2 separate regions of the Mus musculus genome follow, and region 2 is linked to region 1. The links are chromatin contacts, called in public Hi-C maps. All regions are on one chromosome and are shown on one strand. The core of a region is the stretch at or near the end of the contact, and the rest is flanking DNA. Distances in the headings are between cores, read along the strand shown. Region 1 overlaps Enox1 (ecto-NOX disulfide-thiol exchanger 1). Region 2 overlaps Enox1 (ecto-NOX disulfide-thiol exchanger 1).

Region 1 (6,623 bases), core at 2,852-5,351:
TACATACATGCATACATACACACATACACATACACACACACACACACACACAGAGAGAGAGAGAGAGAGAGAGAGAGAGAGAGAGAGAGAACCATTACCACCATCACCAAGTCTTAGGGAATATTGAGAAAGAAGAGGCAGAAAGAATGTTATCTCTGGTGGAGTGCTGTGGAATGCTGTCTTCTGGACATACACAGATAAGAAAGCGCTCTCCAGACTGTATCCCACACCATTATTATTAGTTGCATTATTAGCAGTTGAAGAATGCCAAGGAAGGGAGAATCGTTCTTCTTTGAGGGTGTGGCCACTGTTAGGAATTGTACGTTTCAATGGATGGTTCCACACCCAAATACGTGGGCAGTACTAACAGGACTTAGTTGTTTATAAAAAGAGAGAGTGAGAGAGAGAGAAGGAAGGGAGAGGGAAAAGAAGGGAGGGAGGGGGAGAGAGATGTCCATATGAAGTTGGGAGAACAATGTTAGAAGGTATCTAGGGAGGTGTTAGAGGAGAAAATGGCGATAGAAATGACACATTGAATTGCATATAAGTATGAAGTTATCAAAGACTTAAAGAAGAGTTTTGTGAGGACAGAGGACCCAGGAGGAAATGTGTGTGGATAAACTCTGAACCTAGACAAAGCTATCAAGGCTCTGGGGGTGAGCAGCTGTGATGCGCATGGTCACCCCAAATTACAGGGAAATAGACATTTTTCAGAAGGTTTGATGTTTTGAAACTTGTTAATAACAGTTTCATATCATAGAGATAAAAGAATGTTTACTATGGGGGAATCTATTTTTATATGTGACATAATGTAGATTAAATTTTATACTCATTTGATAGGTACTAAAAAAAGAAGGCATTTTCTGTTTCCAGGAGGCAGATGTGATATAAATTATCTGCATGTGTGTATTATACATGTGCATTTATACAAGAATATGTATATGAAGGTCACAGTAGATATGGTCTGTCATTTTACTAGTGTTACCAGTAACCTGTGAACGGAAAGAGAGGCCTTGTCCCCTGTCACTCATCTCCTCTGTGTTTCTTCCACAATCATTAGCGGCTTTGACTTCTCAGGTTGGAAGGTTTTGTATTCTGCATGGCCGCCCCTTACACTGCAGGCAGCTCAGCATCTGTCGCTTCCTGTAAAGACCAGATGAGCCTTGCTGCTTATTTTGATCATCTAAAGCTACGGCAGTGGTGGTCAAGGACCACACCTTGTTTGGCCTGCTAAATTATCCATCTCTCTTAATTTCTATTTACTTATTGCTCATATGTCAAGACTCTCCAGATGGATTTGGGAGATGAGGGGGCGTGTCACAAGATCTATCAATGAATTGATAAGATTTATCAATGTATTGAATAAATCTTCTTTTTATGTCTTTCACTATTAAAATAAGGACAAAAAAAAGCTCTTCCACCACAGTATTAGGAAAAGTATCATTTGTAATCAAGAATCACTGATGTTTGTAAGCTTCTTTTCCTTGCTCATTTGGTAATTCTATATGTCAATGATAAATTTCTAAATCAAATATTAGTACAGGGCCAGAGGTTTGGCTCAGTGGTTAAGAGTGCTTGTTGTTCTTGCACAGGACCCAGGTTCGATTTTGAGCACCCACAACTCACAACATATGCAACTCCAGTTGCAAGGCTTTTGGTGTACTCTTCTGAGCTCTGCAGGCCCTAAGCATACATGTAGTGCAGACATACATGTGGGCAAAACACTTGTGCAGATAGAATAACATAAAGTCAAAAAGGTTTTAAATTCTCCATAGAAAATTTAGTTTTTGCCCCTTGAATAAAATAAAGCCAGTGATAGTAGAAGGAACCATTCAACCCCACAGAGTGATAAAATCGCTCATGTCTGGTTTCCAGCCCCTCACATTCTGGCTTACGCTAAGGTGTGTAAGGTATTCGGATATATATAAGGTATACTGTAAGGTATACCGAATAAACCATTCATCTAGGAACCTTAAAATAAGTTCATACCTTGTCTTTCAGCACGGACTCCTAACTTTTCTCACCACCTGCTGCAGTTAATCTCGCAAAGGGCAAGCCATATTAAATTGGCAAGCTCCTGAATGCCAATGGAGCTTACTAGAGAACGTGTATATGTGAAAATTTAAAACTTCTCCAGGTCCCAGATTAAACACCTACAAACTCATGTAAATATGTATCCACATAGGGTGGGGGAGCGGAATATGTGGCCATTTTTCCTCTAAAAATAAGCCCTATGGTTCCTTGAGTTCTAAATGCGCTCACTAAGACTGTGCAGGCAGTCCAGGAGTGTGGCAGCACCGAGGAAATTTTGGCTAGCTCATCAGAATTTGAACGCATCCCCCCCGCCCCCCCACCAATTGCAGGGATAGGATTTGAAACAGCTTAACTGAGGCTAACACACACTGACATCCCGTCTTTTGTAGGGTGGTTGAAAATGACTTTCACTGCTATAGAAAGGAGAAGAAGTGTGTATTTTTAGGAATTCACCTGAGCATACAGAACTGTTCAGAGAGCAGCTATTCTATTCTGGTCAGCTCCCGAAAATACCCCACAGAACAGCTGCTCCAGATCCGCTATGTTGAGAATTAAGTCGTACTGCTCCGTTAAGACCATGTCGCCTTATTTGTTGATGATAAAAGAGCTTTTGTTCATTTACAGTAAAAAGGGGGAAGGGGGATAGAAGCTGAGGGATGACTGCCCCTGCACATATAGATCACTAAGAATTAGGATAGGACTAGGATAAAATGCCAGTGCATAGGAAAGTTGAGGAAGACTGCCAGGTATTAATCTTTCCTGATACGGCCGATGGACTGTAGTTTATCTCAGAGATGTGAGTATCTTAGCTTATGTCATTGGACCGTAGATCTAGAAGTCCACTGACTCTCAGTCTATCGCTGCGCTGGATTTTCCTAGGTTGCCTCGCTTTGCATGAGGGATAGTACCCAGTGCCCGGTTGGGTATCCCTGCCCTGCCCTCAGCCCCCTTGTTTGTGATGGCGCTTATCTTGAGACAGGCCTTGAGAGTCTACTTCAGAATGTCTGCGGGAGAGGTTGACTGTTTCCTCTCGGGTGCTGCAACCTGCGGTGGGGTAAAGGCGTCTTGGGGTTTGTATAAAGTCAGCTTCTCCCTTTCCAAGTAAGAGCCATAGCATTGTTTGTTCAGTTTTGCTGTTTTATCTTAGTCTCATGTAAAGTGTTCAGGGTCTTTGGATTTTCTCTCCTTTAGCCTTACACCGGTTTTCTTTATCATGAACATTCAACGCCAGCTTAACTCTGATTTCTCGGTTTCTAAGAACACCCTTGTTCCAGGACTCAAGTATTTCCTTTCTTTCCTTAAAAAAAAACATATTCATTTTATTTCACATGCATTGGTGTTTTTGCCTGCATGTATGTCTGTATGAGGATGTCAGGTCCCCTAGAATTGGAGTTGTAGCTGTGATCTGCATGTGGGTGCTGGGAATTGAACTTGGGTCCTCTGGAAGAGCAACCAGTCCTCTAATGAGACATTCCTCCAGCGCCTGCCTGCCTGCCTTTCTCCCTCCCTCCCTCCTTCCTTCCTTTCTCTTTTAATTTAAAAAAGAAAGCACTAACTTAGAACCATTCAGAATGTCAACAAAACAGCTGCTTTTTTTCTTTTTCTATTTTCCTTTTTGTTTTGTTTTGTTTTGTTTTTTGCAACCACAGGGTGGCATTTTGTTAACAGAACATTGGTTATTTTCATATAAGCTGCATCAGAAACAACTGAAGGTTAAAAAAAACAAAAACAAAACTAGTGTTCTCATACATAATTAAATTGTGTGCTGTGCACCAACAAGAACCTGCTTTAAATTTCCATACCGATTTACAACCCCAAGACTGTCCTAGGCAACTTTATTAGGGCTAGCTGAAGACACATTCAGTAGTTTATTAACTGTACTAGGAGGAGGAGATGGAAGAGGAGCAGGAGGAAGAAGACAATGACGAAAATGTACGGATTTAAAACAAATCTTGCACATCCTTACATTTCAGTGTTTTTTCCTTAAAAGGACAAAGGAGTGAATCATGTACAGGGGGCTGAAATGCTTTATAGAAAAGAAGAACCCCATACTAGAACCAGCGTACTCATCGCCTCCCTCATCTTCTTCATCCTCTTCTTCCTTCTTTGTTTGTTTGGTTTTCTTGCTCTTCCAGCCCTGAAGACCTGCTTTTTTTTTTTTTTTTTTTTTTTGTCTGCATCCGGTTTTCCTCTGGTTCTCTAGGCAGCAATACCCTTTCCTCTTTACTTCAGCTCAGCAGCCTCCTCACAGGGCTGCTTGTTCTCTGCAGTGGAGCTGCCCCACATCGCTCCCAGTATCTTTGCAACGTCACCAATGGATAAGGAAGTACTTCGGTTTTGTTCTGGGGGTGTGACTCAGAACAGAACAGGAAGAAAACTGAAGGAGGCCTCTGTGTGCTTCGTGGTCCTTGCGCTTTCCTTTTGGCCTCCCCTTTAGGAGATGTAGGGTTTTATTTCTCTTTCATAAGAAGCCTTGTCAGCTTTTTCCATGCCCCTTTCTTCTGCAGACGGGTCACCCACTTCTCAGAGCGCTTCTTAGACTCCCCCCCCCTCCCCCTACCAAGAAGCTGATGGAAGCATCCGGATGTTTCTCATGCTCCTCCCAGCGAGTTTGCACAAAGAATTCACATGATGACATTGTTGCTTCACAGCTTGTTAGGATCTGGGCTCTGTTGACATGGAGTTGGTTTTCCTGTGCGAGGCACAGAGTAGCCAAGTGGCTATCCAGCTCTTGCTTGCCCCAGTACTGTCTCTATGGAGCTCAGTGTACTACAGTGGCTGTCCAGTTCCCACTTTCATCTACCATTGATTTACTCTGTTCCCTTTGGAAGACAGAAACGTAGGTCCCTGTAGTGAAGGCCAGCAGGAAGACTTTGCCCTGATATGAAAGCAGTAAACAGGCATCTGCCGGGTACTGGAGGCTAAAAGACTCTCAGTTTACATCTGACCGTGTTGGTGTGTGTTCTGGCCTCAGTGTATAGTATTTTCATGGTCATAGGAGCTTCAGGCTGGAAGAATTCGAAGGGGGATATTAAAGGTCAGGAAATAAAGTGGCTTTCTGATGCATGAATCTTCTTTGCAATATCTCCAGGAAAATATAAAATTGTCTCCATTGAGCATTTCTGGGTACAGATAACTTATTCCCAAGGCCAGTTGTTTCTCTTCAAGATAGAAATTCTTATAATCTGTTAAGCCACCACTCCTCGTCTATAACTATAACTAGACTGTGAAACGAGAATTCCTATCTCCTATTATCTCTGGCCTTGTGTGCTGCCTTAACTCTACGGAATCTGGAAAAACTTTTCGAAAACAAAAAAGGAGAAAATGACAGCCAAAATGAAGCCAGACTTGATAACCTGAATTTCTTGTGCATCATTAACTTAACAAAGTTGCCTTCTAAGGCATGGCACACATAGGTATTGCACATAAAGCTGTGGCCAGAACATGCCAAATGTCCTCCTGCAGAGAGAGAGGGAACCAGAACAAGTACCCAGATAAGGCAGAAGGCACAGATGGGTAATGACCAGAAAGCAGAAAGACAAGCTGGCTGGATGGTACCTTTTGGGTGGTCCTTTCAACAAGGATGCCTTTCTGAAGAGGTGACATTTGGCCACTGTGATCACAGTGACCATGTGCCACTATTTGGTATTCCACTCATTATCATCATTGTGAAGAATTGAGTTGCTGGAGATAGAGCTGCTCAGTGGCCAAGCGTGCACATCTGTAGCATGTGCTCGGCTCTGAGATCCATCTCTAGCACAGTGTCATCAGGCAGCATGAACGTCTTTCCTCCCTCGCCTTATTTTATTGGATATGTGTTAAGTTGGAACTATCTTTTGATTGAGATAAGCTTTGTTGAGATTTGCAGGTCTTAAGCAAGGCCAACTTGTCTTCAACTTGAAGGGCCACCATCTGCCTACCTCTTGCTCATCCGAAATTGAGTTTTCACCTCCATATCTTGCTTGTATTAGAACCCTAATGGTTTCAAATGGCCATCTTATGCATTCTCTCTCTCTCTCTCTCTCTCTCTCTCTCTCTCTCTCTCTCTCTCTCTCTCTCTCTCTCTCTCTCTCCCTCCCTCCCTCCCTCTTCCCCCTCCTCTTTTTCTCTCTTCCTCTCTGTAATGACATATCACACATGTCTGATTATTGTATTCCCTGTAGAACTTATTGATTCTTTGCATCCCATCCTTCCATTTCTTTAACTTCATAATTTAAGCTGTCTTCATACTATGGCTTCTGTGACCATGGAGGTTACTTGAAGAATTTCCGGTGTTGCTTTGTGAGATCTATTCATTAGAGTATGGACAAAGGAACAGCTAACAGAGAATGAAGTCAACCAGTGATAATGGAAATGAGCTTTGGGTCTAGAATATTCCTCGCAAGAGTTGCATGGTTTAAACAAAAACAAAACTCTTCTTAGCTGTTGACAGACTATCGGAATCCTTCAAAGCCATCTTGCTGTCACTTTGTCCTTTCAGGCTTTTCTGGACACTCATTTTGTTACCTGAGCACTTCCCACCTGGCTCTCCACCTGCCTCATGAGCAGCTGTGGTCCAGATCCCGTCCTGTGGCCCAAGGTTCCCCGTG
Region 2 (6,623 bases), core at 3,022-5,521, 200 kb after region 1:
GATGATAATGTGTTCCAGATGGAAACCTGGCAACGTCACATGTGGTTTGTCGTCCGTTTTCTCACCTGCTAGTTATAATAATTAGGCAGGCCCACACTTGGGTCAGATTCAACTATTCTTGATCAGCTGTTACTTATTCAAAAATACCTTTTCTTCCCTCTCCCCATATCTGAATTCTGCCTGCACCTCTGAGGACAGCATATGACATTCCATTCAGTTTGAGTAGCCTACCCTGATAATTCTGCCCCGCTTTAACCATGCAGTTTCCTACCCACCTCCAGGCAATTTTGCTCTTACCGTAGGGTTTGACCCGGATCGTAGTCAATTTGTTCCCATTATTTGTTCTGTTGATAGAATTCTGTAAAGCAGAGCCTCTCCACATGCCACGTGGCATTAACATCAAGCCTCTCCTCTTTACTTGATTTTGTCCTTTACAAGCAGAAATACTTCCTAGCACAGTGCCAGCCACACACAGACAATGTCCGTACTCCCATTTACCCGAAAGGATGAGGAAAGTGGACACTACACTCCTCTGGTAAAGCCATTTCTACATCTCTCAGCAAGGAGGCAAAATGGACTATTAAACTCGGGTTTCATATGTTGTTATTTTCCTATTATTCCAATTTGCTTTGTTAGAAGCCTTCCCTAATGATGTTGCCACCCCACCCCCACTCCCACTAATGACATTTTTCCGTTTAGTGTTCTGGTTTATTTCAGCGAGTAAGCTTACAGTCTCTTCAAACAAAACACCTTTTCTGCATTCTCACACAGTGGGCTGGGCTTCCATTTAGATCATGTCTCCTAAGTGACACCAATCCACTTTACTCTATCAGCCTTCATTGTTACTGACTATGTCTCCAATGCTGGCATTTCCCCAGTCTGCAGCTTTCTGGATTTAACCTTGCATGTTATCTGTGTATCTTTTGTTAGTAACTGCGGGTGTCCTTGACACACTGGGCTTCTCTAACTGGAGAGAAGCTCCCACCTACCTGTGGCTAGCGTTGCCTCCTCAAGTGTGCAGTTCTTGCAAATCACTCACGTTCGTTTTCATTATGTACCCCAATTTCCAAGGCACTAATTTGCCAGTATAAATCTTTGACATGTGTTTGAAAATCTCTATGTGTGCATTGGCTTATGCGTGTGACCTTACATGTTACATATGTAAATATTTTCTATATAATATATGTTTACACATATGTAAATGTACATTCACATCAATATCATGCTTGTGTGTGTGTGTATATATATGTATATATATATATATATATATGTATATATATATATCCTCTAACCACTGGAATAAAGTATAAACAACTTACAGCTATTTCCTTGGGACCTTACAAATGAATGACTGTCCCAGCAGAAAGTCAATAGACATACCAGATAGTAGTTATCAGTTAGTAGTGGGGATGGAGGTGCTCTGTTGAATCTCACATCTCCTCGCTGAACCCTGGCTCATCAGGCTGCATGCACACAAACTTCCTCTCAACCCTGAAGCCTGGAACGCTTGTTCAGGCCTTGTCTGGACTCCTAACCCCTGCCCTGAATCTCCTCATCCTGATCTTCCCTGTCACACATGAACTCCCTGTCATTAGTTCCACCCAGAAACCATGTTTCCAGACAGTCTGTCCTCATGCAACCAAATGCTTCCTTCTTCCTCCTGTTCCACCCCAGGGGACTGCATATGTCTCTGTAGCAGGCACCTGTGACTGTGCTGGTCTGTCTCTTCCTATTGAAAAGTCAGCTTTCAAAGGTTAAGCGGATTCAGCCTGTTCCACGTCCCGTCTGCAGTCCACAGCCACTGCCTGGCTTAGAGCGACTTGCTGGGGAGAGAAAAATGGAGTGTTTTTTCCTATGAGTTTGTTCAATTGTACATTCTCTGGTGTGTACATCTTAGGATTTCAGTCTTAAAGGTGCTTCACAAGTCAGTGTAATTAAGTTGTGCCTTGATATTTGAACTCAATTCCTAGCAAGAATCTGAAAGCATATGTCAGAGGTCACAGCAAACAATAAACTAGAATAGTTTTGAAATCAGTTTTAAATACTTAAAAGGAAAACCTAGGGTGCAGTTCTCTGTTTATGAAATAACTAACACTTGAAAGTTAATTTCTCAAAGGGAAACCCCCATGATGCCATGTTCTTAGGTCTCTTAACTTCTAATATCAAAAAACAATTATAGTTCTAGTTTTTAATTGTTCAAATAAAGCTAAACATTTTACATCCAAGTCAACAAAGAGTAGTTTAGAAACATGGTCCATAGAAAGCATTAGTTTTGATTGGCATTTCCCCTCTTACATACATTCTGAGTGGGAAGCAGCTATCAAACACATTTGCTTTGGACAAAAATGTCTATGGTATTGTGATTTATGCTTTCTCCTCTTATCATGGAAGACTGTGCACATGCTAAACTAGACCTTTGCTTCTGAAAACTATGTTGTATAAAGTTACATGCTCTAATACATTTAACCATCTTCAAAAATCCCCATGGGAAAGCAATGATAAAATTATTACGTCGAGTTTAAGCATCACCGCCAGCATGTCTTGGTGGCATCAGCAGGATGGGACCATGGATCTTACCTCATTCATGTTTCCTCTCCAAAGAGAGTGTTCTTTAAAGAACTTGCAGTTTTCCAAGGAAATTTTACTGTCAAACTCTTGAACACATGCAAGTGTGCAGCGTAGCAATATTGTAATTCAGTGACTTGAAAGTCAGTTCCATGTGGATCTTTTGCTTGCCTTGTCTACAAATTTACAAACTGATGCAACCAATTATACAAACTTAACTATTTCAGGTGTCTAGGAGATTTCTTGTCAATGAGAATTTCACTACACATCATGTTGACCCATTCTTCGAGTCTTTGTAAAATAGTTACTACAAAAATATTTGCTAGTGATTTCTGTGCAGACTGTCTTAATCTGGTGTGAAACTTTTCAAATCTTTTCAAACAGCCACACCAATTTCTTCTTTTATAAATGCTCTGTGTCAGATACAGTGGGTGACATCTTCAGTCCCTGCTTCCAGGAGGCTGGTGGCAAAGGCACAGCCCAAGGCTCACCTGGGCAAGAGAGAGAGTCTCAGTTGCATACCAGGAGTCTATCTCAGAAAACAGCAGCATTGGAAATCCCTGTCAGTCTTACTCATCTCCGGGAGAAGAATTTGTCGGTGGCGTTTTGTTTAGTTTAGTTTTGTTTTTTTTCAATTTTTTCTTTTTTTTTTTTTTTTATGTTGGGGATTTCAACCCATGACAGTAGCTAACAGATGAACATTTTTTGGTAACCAGAAGCTCAAGTTTGGTTTAGTCTACTAAACTTTTAGAGAACTGCTACTTAATATGCAAGGCAATTTCATTTTCTTCCCTTCCAAACACATCCTGAGAGTCTTTCTGGGTGACACGGATTTGTTAATATTAGGAAATAAAACTTTCTCTTGCTTTTCAAGTCTTTGCACCTTTTAGTCATTAATTTGTCTAAGTGTATATGAAATTAAACTCATGTAGGGACTCTACCAGAGGTCCCTTCCCTCCTATCTGAGAAGCAGGGAATCTCTCTTAGGGCATTGATGCCACACTGCCTCTAGAGAAAGAAACCATGATACCACCAGGTTATATTTTTTTCATCAAGCTTTCTGAAGCACATTCTTTTCACAGAAGTTAGCACCAAGTAGCCTAGTTTGAGTTCTGGTACCAAGTCCAGCCAAGGAAGCACCAGGGAATAAAGTGACTTCATTTCAGGAGTGTTATTCTGCTGCATGGAGGGGCCTGCAATGAGACCATCCCGCCATGTTCCGATGTCACAAGAAAACTGTTTCGCCCAGCAGCATTTAATCCTATCCTTCTCTTAATGGCTTCAAAGTCTGCGTGTTGTTGGAAGTGCTGCCTCCTGACAGATTTGTTTTCCTCCTAAATGCCTTTGCTCAGAAAATACCACTTCCTTTTTGGACTGAAAAGCCACATGACATAGCAGGAAGCCCATGGGCTGAGAGCCAGGCACTGCCAGGCACTTCCATCCAGAAATGCTCTTCTCAACCACGAGGGCTGAGACAAGTAATTTGCCTTTAATTTTCTCTGGTCTAAGTTTCCTTGTTTCAAAAAATGTGAGGTCTGATAGCCTCTGCATGAAATTGTAATAGGAATTAATAAAGTAATGTACATGGTACCTGTTATATGATACATTGCATGCAGAAAGGACCCGATCCTTTGTACTGTGACTGTAGTAGGTCTTGATATTTGAGACCTTGGCCATGTTCAGTTCTCCTTTCTGGAAGGTTTTGCATCATCATTAAAGGATGTGCTTCTTCATTTTATTGCTTGTGTGCTCACTGTAGGGAAGTGGCTTAGCAATGTGATGGTCGGGCTCTACTGAAGGACAGTAGAGCCGGGTTAACAAGAAGCATAGATTTCATATGCTGTTTACAAACCAGACTTTATTCCAAGCATCTTATAGTAGTAACCCTGTGTAATCCTGACCCAGTAAAATAGGTGCTATGGTTATACCCTCTCTACAAATAACTTTATGGTGGTACAGAGGTGGTGCCAAATCTCCAGTGAGTGGGACGACGGGAATGTGGACATGAGCACTCTGCAGCTGGCAGCCCTGGGCATTTTCTTCTCCTGCTTAGAAGCCTGGAAGCCTCTTTATTCTGGGACATCTACTTTTGAAAGATGTCAAAATGCCTGCTGGAAGGAGGGAAGAGAGGGGGTACACTCTCAGTCAAGTGCTATTATCCCGCAGGGGTCTTCCAGAAGATGCAAAGCCACTGACAAACCAATCCGTGTGATCTGCCAACAACAGACTGGCTCCCCAGTGTCAGGAGAATGGCTGTCCATGGGAATGGTGTCGTTTCTTGTTTGGCCCAGAACCCTTCCTGTAATTGCAATCTTGGCAACGACAGCCACAGGAGATTGAGTGAAACCTTGTGGATACCGCATGGGAACTGTTTCTTTGTAACACCTAAATAGACCCTATTTATTGAGCATTTAGAAATGGTTTTAAATGCTACTTCTAAAGGAGACAGCAGAGTACCATATAGGCTTCCAATGAGGTGTCAACCGACAATGGTCATATTAAAATATTAATGCTCTCTCAGCCTCACTCTCCCCTCTGTGCCTAGGATAGAGGCTTCTCAGCTCGACTGCATTTCAATCACAAATAGAGTTTAAGATTTGCTTGCCTTGAATCTCTATGACTGTGAGCTTCAACCATCTGCGCTTTCTCATTCTGCTCATGGCTCCAAGAAAGTCTTGAAATTTAGCACATTGGGAGAAAAATTTCTACGGAATAAATTCAGATGTACAGTGACATCTAAAGTCTTGCAAGTTTTTATGTTACTTGAGAGACATTTTCTCCGTAGGATTGAGTTGAAGGTGAGAATTAATTTAGCCCTCCCAAATCATCTTTTGAGGTCCGGGGGCCATCTTTCATGCCAGATCACCTTCATCTCATTTCTTACTAACTTGTGAGATTGTAGAATTGGCATGTAGCTGACTGTGTTTCTGTCAAGTTCTATTAAGTGTCCCTTACTGTACACTAAAAAACCTTATATGTGCACATCTGATATTATTTTTAGTCCATGTTAGAACAGCAATGCCTATTTAAGTAAACTGTGTCCTGAGACATAGACCTGTGTGGGCTTTACTTGGGTCACTGTGGCAGTGATTTCAATTTTACAGATGATCTAAGGGACATGTCACTCACTGTTTATAGTTTAATGAATTGTAACTGAAATATAATGAGTGGAGCAGACCTATGCTGTACCAATGTGATAGATTGTAGCATACATACGTGTACCTATTTCAATCAAAATAAGGAATGTATCAGCCATGCCAAAATAGTTCCTAGTTCCCTCTGTAATATTCCCTCCTCATGGTCCTGTCTATCACATTCCTTGAGAACCATTGGTCTTCTGTTTGTCTATAAATTATCTTTTTTTTTTTTTTAAGATTTATTTATTATTTTATGTAAGTACACTGTAGCTGTCTTCAGACACACCAGAAGAGGGAGTCAGATCTTGTTACGGATGGTTGTGAGCCACCATGTGGTTGCTGGGATTTGAACTCTGGACCTTCGGAAGAGCAGTCGGGTGCTCTTACCCACTGAGCCATCTCACCAGCCCTATAAATTATCTTTTATGACAAAATTTTCTTATGAATGAACTATGTAGGATTCATTCAATGCTTGGCTTCTTTCACTCATTACAGTTGTTCTGAGAGTGATTCACGATGTCATTTAGGCACTAGGTGAATAGCAGTGTTAAGAGATGCTGTCCTTACTTGGTTTCTCGTCTTCTGAGGAAACACAGGGTGGTGTGTGCATACTGATAAGTAATGAAGCTGTTGCCTTTATCAGACTGAGGGAGTTTCCCCTGGGCTTTAGGCAGGTAAGAAAAAGAGCTCTGTCTTCTGCCAGATGTTTCCCGGCACCCATTGAGATGATCTACATCTTCTCTTATTAGTCCACCGTGGTGTAAACGTCATTTGGTTTTGTTGTGGTGGTTGTTGGGTTTGATGTGAAACTAGCCTTGTATTTTCTAGTTCTTTATGATACATTATCATTTATATAGATCATTAGATTCAATTTGCCAAGAGCTTAGATGCAAATTTTACATAAAAGTTCATGAAGGATGT

Evidence for each region. A called contact is a pair of places that touch in the nucleus more often than the background predicts.
Region 2: a contact with region 1 is called in a Hi-C map of peritoneal macrophages, with 2.5 times the contacts expected there. The contact joins two enhancer-like sites. A contact is called at or near these places in 1 of 484 Hi-C or Micro-C datasets (peritoneal macrophages) and 2 of 9 other capture datasets (bone marrow-derived macrophages and embryonic stem cells).

The regions. Positions count from the first base shown.
Region 1 is chr14:77,339,515-77,346,137 of GRCm38.p6, forward strand. All of the region lies in intron 3 of Enox1 (ecto-NOX disulfide-thiol exchanger 1), which reads left to right. Among named protein-coding and RNA genes, the nearest start is that of Gm41217, 28 kb to the right of the region's middle. Within about 2 kb of position 4,102, at least 41 of the 459 cell types and tissues checked have an H3K27ac peak or open chromatin away from gene starts, as enhancers often do. A contact at or near this core is called in bone marrow-derived macrophages and peritoneal macrophages, where this site is marked.
Region 2 is chr14:77,542,785-77,549,407 of GRCm38.p6, forward strand. The region is part of intron 7 of Enox1 (ecto-NOX disulfide-thiol exchanger 1); the gene reads left to right. Among named protein-coding and RNA genes, the nearest start is that of Gm6994, 39 kb to the left of the region's middle. Within about 2 kb of position 4,272, at least 39 of the 459 cell types and tissues checked have an H3K27ac peak or open chromatin away from gene starts, as enhancers often do. A contact at or near this core is called in bone marrow-derived macrophages and peritoneal macrophages, where this site is marked.